2 separate regions of the Podarcis muralis genome follow, and region 2 is linked to region 1. The links are chromatin contacts, called in public Hi-C maps. All regions are on one chromosome and are shown on one strand. The core of a region is the stretch at or near the end of the contact, and the rest is flanking DNA. Distances in the headings are between cores, read along the strand shown. Region 1 holds the start of RIC1 (RIC1 partner of RAB6A GEF complex). Region 2 holds the start of AK3 (adenylate kinase 3).

Region 1 (4,941 bases), core at 1,091-3,590:
AAACTACCTTTAGGCACTTGATAATGCTGTTTCTTTAGTAAATATTTATGCCTTGGGCTGTTTTGATGCAAATGCACCAGTTGAACCTGGTTAGTATATACAGACTTTGCTCTTGCTCTATTCATCTTTGTTTGTTATTTTAAAGAAATATATGGATTGCTTTTTCTTTTCATTTCTGTTTGAATTGATGTGAACACATTAATTGTGTTTATCAAACACAAGGTTTACATAAGCATAATACAAAACACAGGGACACGGGTGGCGCTGTGGGTTAAATCACAGAGCCTAGGACTTGCCGATCAGTAGGTTGGCGGTTCGAATCCCTGCAACGGGGTGCGCTCCCGTTGCTCGGTCCCTGCTCCTGTCTACCTAGCAGTTCGAAAGCACGAAGTGCAAGTAGATAAATAGGTACTGCTCCAGCGGGAAGGTAAACAGCGTTTCCGTGCGCTGCTCTGGTTCGCCACATGACCCAGAAGCTGTACGCGGCTCCCTCGGCCAATAAAGCGAGATGAGAGCCACAACCCCAGAGTCATCCATGACTGGACCTAATGGTCAGGGGTCCCTTTACCCTTTACTACAAAACACATGAACCCACAAAAGTTTAATTTCTAACATGAAAAAATGTATTTAGATGCAGATATTGTCAAACCTATTATGCTTCTGCGGGTACCTGTATTTGACTAGTTGTTAAGAATTTTCTTTATAGAACCAATTAACTAATAAATGAGCAATCATATTTCCATTAAAGGAGATCAGAGTTCAAGTGTGAGATGGACTTCAGACTGCAAGGGAGTTTTAAAAAATGTTCCTCAAGCTAAAAGCAAACAACAGGGCTACAGCTGCTCTTAAGCACGTATTAGTGTTTCAAATTCATTTCTAGTTCTCAATCAAGAATGAAATTGATTTCCCTTAAGAAAATGACCGTCAATGGTTTGTTTGGGAGGGAGAAGTGTTTACAGAGTCCTGAGTGTACATGTTGGGAATCCACTGGTCCACACACACACACAATTTCCGTTCTTCTTCTTTCATTTTCCTTTTATTGCCTCCATTTTCTCTTTGTATTGTTTGTTCATATTAGATCTGTGTGGCTAGGTTTTTTAAATCTGAAAACTTTTAATTAAACTGATTGGGAAAAAGGAAACTGCAGGTGCCCAATTCAATGCTATAGAAACTTCTGCGGTATCAAGACTTAGCAAGGAGTTTCAAAATTGCATGTATTCAGCTATTTCACATGAACCTGCACAGCCCGTGTGTATCTAACCATCTGAGATCGGTGCAACAACGGAGATCAGAGCTCAGAAAAGGAAGAACCTATTTGTTTACAGAATGTGGTTTTGTTGGGTGTTATACTGGAGTGGATGAAATGAATATATAGCGGACAATATATAGCAGACGGACGAAGAATCGGAAGTCCCTTATTTTCTGAATTTCATTTCTCTCTTTCTTTTAACCTCTTCCCTATTTCTTTTTCTTTACTTCTATCTTTATTTATTCCTTTCTCTTTGTGTTTCTATTGCATTTAGATCAAAGTCTTAATTTGGGCAAAAAATAAGGGAAAGATATTAATTTTTGTATTCCTAATAAAACAGACCCTCTAAGTGTTCCTATTTTCCAGGGATAGTCCCGGATTTACAGAAGCCATCCCGGTTTCTGCTATGATACCCGGAATGTCTTGCTTTTCCTATTTTCATCAAACAAATGTTGGAGGGTATGGAGTTATGCAACCCGCGAGCCAAGGAAAGAAGTAACTATATAACGTTTAGAAGACATCTGAAGGCAGCCCAGTATAGGGAAGTTATTTAATGTTTAATGGGTTGCATATAAATAAATTATTATTATTATTATTATTATTATTATTATTATTATTATTATTATTATTAAATAGGACGTCCCTATTTTAATGGGGAAAATATTGGAGGCCATGATAAAAATTTATTCGAAAAAAAGAAAAGGAATTACATGAACCGAATCCAGCTATCGACCTTCCTTTATGAACCCACCACCAGCGACCCTCCGCCTGCCCGCTCAGCCGCTCCGGGCAGAGACACGTCGCGTTTCCTCCACCGCTCAGAACAGGAAGCCAGGGGGCGCGCGCGTTCCAGCCCCAGCCTTCGAGCGGCGCTCTCTCGCTCTCTCTCTATGGCCGCCTCGCGATTGCTCCGACGACGCCACTTCCGGCTCCTCCCCTTCACCGGCGCCTGAACCAATAGCGACGCCTTTAGTGTGTCTCCGCTTTCCCCTCCCCCCCCCCCGCGCCCGCCCGCCCTCTCCTATCCCCAGCGGGGTTGCCGAGTCGTTCCGACGGAGGGCTGCCGACGCTTGTGCGCGTGCGCCTCTTCTCCCTCCCTCCCGCCCACCCGCCGGCATATTTCGGCGACCAGACGCCTTGACGCGGCTGAGGAGAAGAGATGGCGGCGCCGGCGGAGGGAGCCTTGGCGGGGAGAGCGAGCGAGGGCTCCCGGGGGGAGGCTGAGGCGACGCCGCGAGGGCTCCGTCCTGAGCTGTAACGGCCCTTTCCCCGCGACCCGGCCCAGCGGAGAGGAGGGAGCCCCTTCTTCCGAGCCGCCCCCCTCAGTCTCTTCCCAGCGCCCCTCAGGCGGGGATTATGCGCGGCTCCTCCTCCGCGGACCCTCCGCAGGCCGCGCGGGGCAGAGTCTCCCTCGCCCGAGGAGGCCCATGAGGGGAAAGCCCCTGGCTCCGGCCTGCTAGTGCCTCGCCGGGACAGGCGGCCTCCTGCCTGCCTGCCTGCTCGCCAGCCATGTATTTCCTGAGCGGGTGGCCGAAGAGGCTACTGTGCCCCGCCGAGGCCAGGGAGCCCCCGCTCCGCATCCAGGCCGACCCGCAGCGGACTCTGTTCGCCGTCTTGTCCCGCTCCCAGCTCGGCATCTGGTACAACAGGGTGAGTAGGAGGAGACCCTCGCTGGGCCGTCGCCCGCTTCTATTATTATTTATTATTATTATTAATTATTATTATTATTATTATCTGGGCGGCTTCCAGCAGAATATAAAAACATAACAAAACGCAGCGGCGTAGCAACCCCCGCCGGCGCCTGGGGTTGGAGGTTTAAATAAGATAAACAACTGTCTGATTTTTTGAAGGCAGCCCTGTTTAGGGAAGTTTTTGATGTTTGATGTTTTATCGTGTTTTTAATATTCTGTTGGGAGCCGCCCAGAGTGTCTGGGGAAACCCAGCCAGATGGGTGGGGTATAAATAATATTTATTAATTATTATTATCATTATTATTGGAGATGCTTCAAAGTGGTCAAGCTCTTTTTAGGAGATGCCTAGGACCGCCTACCACAGGCTTCCTCAAACTCAGCCCTCCAAATGTTTTTGGCCTACAACTCCCATGACCCCAAGCTAGCAGGAGCAGTGGTCAGGGATGATGGGAATTGTAGTCTCAAAACATCTGGAGGGCCGAGTTTGAGGAAGCCTGACCTACCAATTCCCATGCAGCTCCAATGCCCTGCAGGCCCCCCTTCGTGGCACCCAGCATTCCCCTGTGGCACCCAGTCCACCCCACCCCCCATTGTAAAACGTCTAACATTGAAAACTTCCCGATCCAGGGCTGCCTTCAGGTGTCTTTTAAAAGTTGTGTAGTTCTTTATCTCCTTGACATGGGATGGGAGGGCGTTTCCACAGGGAGGGTGCATATGAAATATAACTGATAGACTTCTACAGGATGGGGTATTAGTGTGTGGAAACAGTCCAGATCCAAGAATCCCCAAGCATGCACCTCCAGATGGTGATGTCAGGCGTCATCCTCACTTAGTCGCAAGTGGTCGATAGCTAGGTGCAAAATGTGCCTGGCAAATTTTGAACACTGGTTTGACTGAGCTCAATGAGATCAGAGGGCTGTTGTTTTAATGGGTTTGACCCTAAGCTTTAAAGCCTGACTTCAAAATTTTTCAATGTGTGACTTCGGTTAGAGCCTCTGTTCTTTGACAGCAAATTTGGAAATGATTGGCCTACTTCACAGTTGTTTCATGTTAACTTGCCTTAGTAAAGGGAATGCCAGCAAGACTTAAGGCAAATACATAGTATCATTGTGTTGTACGGTCTTTTGAATGATAGGGCAGGGTCCTCTAAATTCAGGGATGCCTCCCAATAGTTCTTCTTGCCTGCAGCCTTCAGATTGATTGATTTCCAGAGGCTCGTTACTGACATAAATAACTCTAAAAAGATGAGAAAGTTGGGTTTGAATGATGCTTATTTATAGGGGCAGTGCCACACAGTTTTGATTGTCTGGTTCTCTTGTAGATTAATTAGTTGCTGAAGCTAAAGTCCCTATTTTTTCAAATACTTATTTCAGTTTAAAATGTTGGCACATCTGATCTATTTTTCAGTTCTATCTTCTGCTGTACTATAGCAATGATAGTTGGTACATATAAATTAATATTTCCAATAATATGTCCACTAAACTTTTAAAAGAAACAGTGGATAACATTAAGTGCAGTTGATACCTACATTTTGACCCCAAATGATCATTGCTTCTTCATGATTTCTACACATATACAGTGTGAAAATCCACAAAGACCAATTTTGGTCATACACCTTAAGTCTGAATGTTCGGTTTTTACACAGGTTTCTATTCAGGAAGAGTCAAGTACCATTCATTAGATCTGGAAAGACATACTTTCTTTCAATTTTACACAGTGAGTCTGTACCTTTCAAGCACAGTTTGGCAATGACAGTTCTGCTGACAATAGTTACCTACCAGCTTCTCCATATGGCAGGGAACTGGAACTAACTGCAACTCTGATCAGCTCTGATCAGATTTAAGGTGGTCCAGTGATTATGGATGATGGAAGTTTTAACTGAACAATTTGGAGGGTCACAGGTTTTCTGTCTCTGCCATATGGTGTTCATGCTTTAGCAAAATGCTCTATAGTTGAAATTTCAAAGGCTGCAGGGAAATGTGTTTCCCCCCTCTAGTCTAG
Region 2 (4,573 bases), core at 387-2,886, 220 kb before region 1:
ATCTAGTCCAACCCACTGCAATGCACATCTCTTGCCCCTCTTCCTACCATAGCTGCTAGTAGGATGGAGTGAGGGTAGCCGCCACCTTTGGGTTGGGCAAAATATACATAGCAGTTCTGGCAAAATAAAGGGCAGGTGGGGTGGAGGGGAATTGTTGGGCTAAAATGACCGTTACCTGGCACAGAAATGGCTTCAAAGCAATCCATAATAATAATAACGACCACAACAACAACAACGATGATGATGATGATGATGTATTATTTATACCCCGCCCATCTGGCTGGGTTTCCCCAGCCACTCTGGGCGGCTCCCAATCGAGTGTTAAAAACAATAGAGCATTCAATATTAAAAACTTCCCTAAACAAGGCTGCCTTCAGATGTCTTTTAAAAATAAGACAGTTGCTTATTTCCTTGACATCTGCTGGGAGGGCGTTCTACAGGGGGGTGCCACCACAGAGAAGGCCGTCTGCCTGGTTCCCTGTAACCTCACTTCTCGCAATGAGGGAACCGCCAGCGCTGGACCTCAGTGCCCGGGCTGAACGATGGAGGTGGAGACGCTCCTTCAGGTTTACAGGACCGAGGCCGTTTAGGGCTTTCAAGGTCAGCACCAACACTTTGAATTGTGCTGGGAAACGTACAAATGGAAGCTCTCAGTAAGGGCAAACACCCCAACAACAACATTGAAAGGAAATCCTCCCCACCTGCCGAATTTCTGCCTGCCAGAAGGGTGATAAACGCAGCCAAAAAAGAAAGAGGGGGAGGGGAGAGAAAGCGACCAATTCTTCTTCTCTTCCTCCCGGAGTTTGCAAAGGCGCATCCCAGCAATATGCCAGGGGGGCAAAAAGGCAGCGGGAGGGTGGGGAGTCTGTTTGCCAGCGACAAATTTGACATTGGAGGATTGATTGATTGATTTGATTTATTACGGCCATTGGCCCATATCTAAAACAATACATCAAAATTTATCCATAAACAAACAATTTAAACGGTTCCAAGTTAAAACACCCATATAAAACCAATTTTACTTCAATTAAGTAAACACTATATACAATAAGCTCCCTCTATGTTTGACATTGGAGGAGCCTTCCTTGCTTTGGGGGGAAAGGACAACATTCACTCCTAATTTTGCAACGGCCCCTTGGATGCCCGAGGTCTGCAGTCCCGGCGAAAAGGCGCGCGCGCGGGGGGTGGGGTGAGGTTCACCCGGGCATGATTTGCACCAAGAGTACCAGCTTGGCACCGCGACCCTGGGTACCCGCGACCGTGGGAGCCTGAGGCCGTGGGTGCCCTGCAGCGTGCATGGCCCCGGCACCAATGCGCACCCGTGCCATTCGTGGGGGCTTTCGTGGGTGCTGGGCACGCAGGGCCCCGGGCAGTTGGCACCTAGGATTTGCTCCTTGCCTACCGCTCTTGCGGTTCATGTTGTCGCGCAGGATGTCCCCGCTGGAGAGATGCTTGAGCGCGAAGTGCTGGACGATGCGCGCCGACACGGTGCCTTTGCCGGAGCCCGGCGGGCCCATGATCAAGGCGCGCAGCAGCAGCGCCCGCCGCGCCGCCATCGCCCAGCCAAGCGCGCTGCGCTCGCTCCCCGAGGCTCCTCCGGCTGCCCAGCCAGCGACGCCTTTCCTGCCTCCGCCGGAGGGGCGGCTCCTCCCGCTGCTCCCGCCCCGGAGGCCGGCCTCGCCTGTCGGAAGAGGAGGGCTGCGGGGAGGGGCGCACTCCGCCACCTCGTGCCTCTCCTCTCGGCTGCAGTTGGCTTTCCGCTTGCCTTGAAAGAGCAAAAAATAATAATAATCACAACCGCACCAAAAAAACCCTTTCCCTCTCTCTCTCTCTCTTGTGTGTGCCAGTCTCTCTCTCGCGCAGAGAAAGGACTTACCAGAAGGATCGAAAAGAGGAACCGAAGAATCGTGGGCACCCCCGGGGTCATCTAGTCCAACCCCCTGCAATGCGGGGATCTCCACGGGATCGTGCGAGGCAGGCGGCCATCCAGCCTCTGCTATTGCGTTCATGTCCTGCTCATGTCCTCTAGACATCGGGTTGGCCACTATGACAAAATGTTCCACTAGCTAGGCCTTTGGCTTGAGCCAGTGGGGTCTTATATCTCTCTCTTCATCCTTTGGGAATGTGTGTTTTTAGGATCGCAAAGGATTAAGTTTCTCTCCCCACCAACTGCAAGATGGGGGGGGGGGGTGGATTGAGGCAAAGATTCCCAAATGATAACTTGCCAATACATACTGTGGTATTGCAGCACAACACTCGATAGACTGTTGACAATAGACTGCTCTGCCTCCTTTCTTTTAGCAAATGTTTTGTGCCACTGAGGAAACCCCCTGGCTCTGAGCCTTCTCGCCTGGGGGGTTCCCTTGGGCGTTCCCCAGTTGGTGGCTCCCACCACTCCTTTTCATCCAGGCAGTCCAGATGGCTCTCAAAGGTATTGAAGCTGTTGTAAATAAAAATATATGCCCTTTTCCCTTATGGGGTATCCAAGAGCCCATATAGAGTCCTTACATAGGTTCCCTATTGGTAGGAGAAAATAACAGAGGCCAACCAGAGAATATTGAGAAGCAAAGCAGCTAGTAAGCTTGATCTTTATTGATCTGTTGCAACAGGGTACTCCCTCACATGCAGGAGAGGAGGAGGACCCAGAAAGATGGTGTGCAAGACCTTATAAAGACTTTTGAAATTCCCATTCTCTAGATCAAGACCACCCCCAGAAACATTATGCATACATCACAGAAGGGGTGTATCCTAAGACCACCCCTCCGATACATCCCACCTACATCACAGAAATTTAAATGTTGTTTTTCCCTTGTCACAGTTTTATCTCCTGTCTGGCAAGTTACTTGATTGGATTTCCCGGGGAGCCTGGCCATTCTTTTGTAGTGGTAAAATACTTATTTCCTGGGCCAGGTCACAGCCTCACACCTTATTCAAACAGACATATCCTTGAGACAGGATTTGTGAGGAAAGAGACAATGGGGAGGCTTTTCCAGTTTAACCTTGCAGAGAAAGGATTTGGTCAGTTTAGGAATCAAAATGGTTCCAGGTTGGCCTTCCTGTGTTGATCTATGTATGTGCAGTTATGAACATTACCATATATCTAAGACCATAAAATTCCTATCACAAAGCCCAGCTGGAAAGCAACGCTTGACGCCATAGGAAAGTTGCATTTCTTTTGAAGAAACGTGGGAGAGTGCATTGCTAAATGCTCAACCAGTCATTGATGTTGAACTCAACTGGTAATCTGGCATGGTGGGGAATTCTGCCTTGGAGAGAGAAGGAGCTTGCCAACGAAGCACAAGGTTGATTTTCCTTGATGTCATCTGATTAAGCCTTGAGATTTGACTCTCCTTATCCAAACGCCCTAGGTACTCCTTAACTAAATTCTAATATGCTGGAAATAGACCTCTTGCACTTTGTCTGCTAATTTCCCTCAGCCGTGTAAAATGTGCAGCAGTGAGGATAAGCAGACCTATGGGCTGAGCCTGAAGTCATTTTATTTTTGTTTTACATGCGTCCACATGCCCTTCAAAGTATGTATGAGGAACATTGCTGAAATGCCATGTCCATCTAAGGCTGGGCATTTTGGACTAGCCAGGCTTGCTTTTTGCCAGGAGAGAACAGAGAGCAGCATCGAAAGCAAGAGAAAGTGTGTGTGTGTGTGTGTGTGTGTGTGTGTGTGTGTGTCTAAAGGAAGAGGTGACCCACAAACTGCAGTAACTTATTTTATGAAGAATATCTGCAGATGGAAGGGATCTGAAGAAGGTTATGATCTGCTTTTTAAGAGAAAACAACTGACAGAGCAGCACACAGAACACAAAGCTAGACAACCATCAAAAACAACACAAAATGTGGTTTTAAAACTATAGCTAGGTTTTCCTCAGGGACACAAAGACCAAGGGCATCTGAGTGTAGTGTCCAAAGAATTCATAATCATCTGACTTTCAAATAGACCATATAAGTGACGTATTATTGAATATAGCACTCTCTTAATGCACTTTAGTTGTCTGAAAATCCATGGCTGATTTCTCATGGATTTCAGTGGTTTGGAGTTGAAGATTGCAGTTGATGAAGGTTAGATCCCAACGGTGTGTGAGCCGACTTCCACTTGCACAACTGTGCCACTTCCTCTCTCCCCCCAAACATCTGCTCCAGAAGTTTGGCGAAGGGGAGATTCTGTTAAGTAAGCAGAAGTCCGTTCCACTCGCATGCAGACAACGCTGGATTCAACCCAAAACAATTTCAGCCAGCAAAGTCTCACTCAGCTGCCATAGTTCTGTGGGTCATATCTGATGGCAAATAGACAAGTCAAAGAATCAGGTTAGAAACTATAAGATTCAAATGATGAAGTGGCAAGTCCTATATACATCTGCTTAGAACAGGCATGGCCAAACTTGGCCCTCCAGCTGTTTTGGGACTACAATTCCCATCATCCCTGACCACTGGTCCTGTTAGCTAGGGGTGGTGGGAGTTGTAGTCCCAAAATAGCTGGAGGGCCAAGTTTGACCATGCCTGGCTTAGAAGAACTAAGGTCCATCACTTTAAACTCCTAGGGGTGGGTGTATGATAGCAG

The links. Hi-C and Micro-C count contacts between places; a contact is called where the count stands out from the background.
Region 2: a Hi-C map of tail shows a contact between it and region 1, with 2.8 times the contacts expected there. The contact joins the promoter of AK3 here to the promoter of RIC1 in region 1. A contact is called at or near these places in 2 of 3 Hi-C or Micro-C datasets (blood and tail).

What each region holds. Positions count from the first base shown.
Region 1 is chr17:22,012,279-22,017,219 of rPodMur119.hap1.1, reverse strand. It overlaps RIC1 (RIC1 partner of RAB6A GEF complex), which reads left to right and starts at 2,340. Exons shown (of 26, transcript XM_028713043.2): 1 at 2,340-2,899. The coding sequence starts at 2,759.
Region 2 is chr17:22,229,523-22,234,095 of rPodMur119.hap1.1, reverse strand. It overlaps AK3 (adenylate kinase 3), which reads right to left and starts at 1,636. Exons shown (of 5, transcript XM_028711934.2): 1 at 1,403-1,636. The coding sequence starts at 1,556.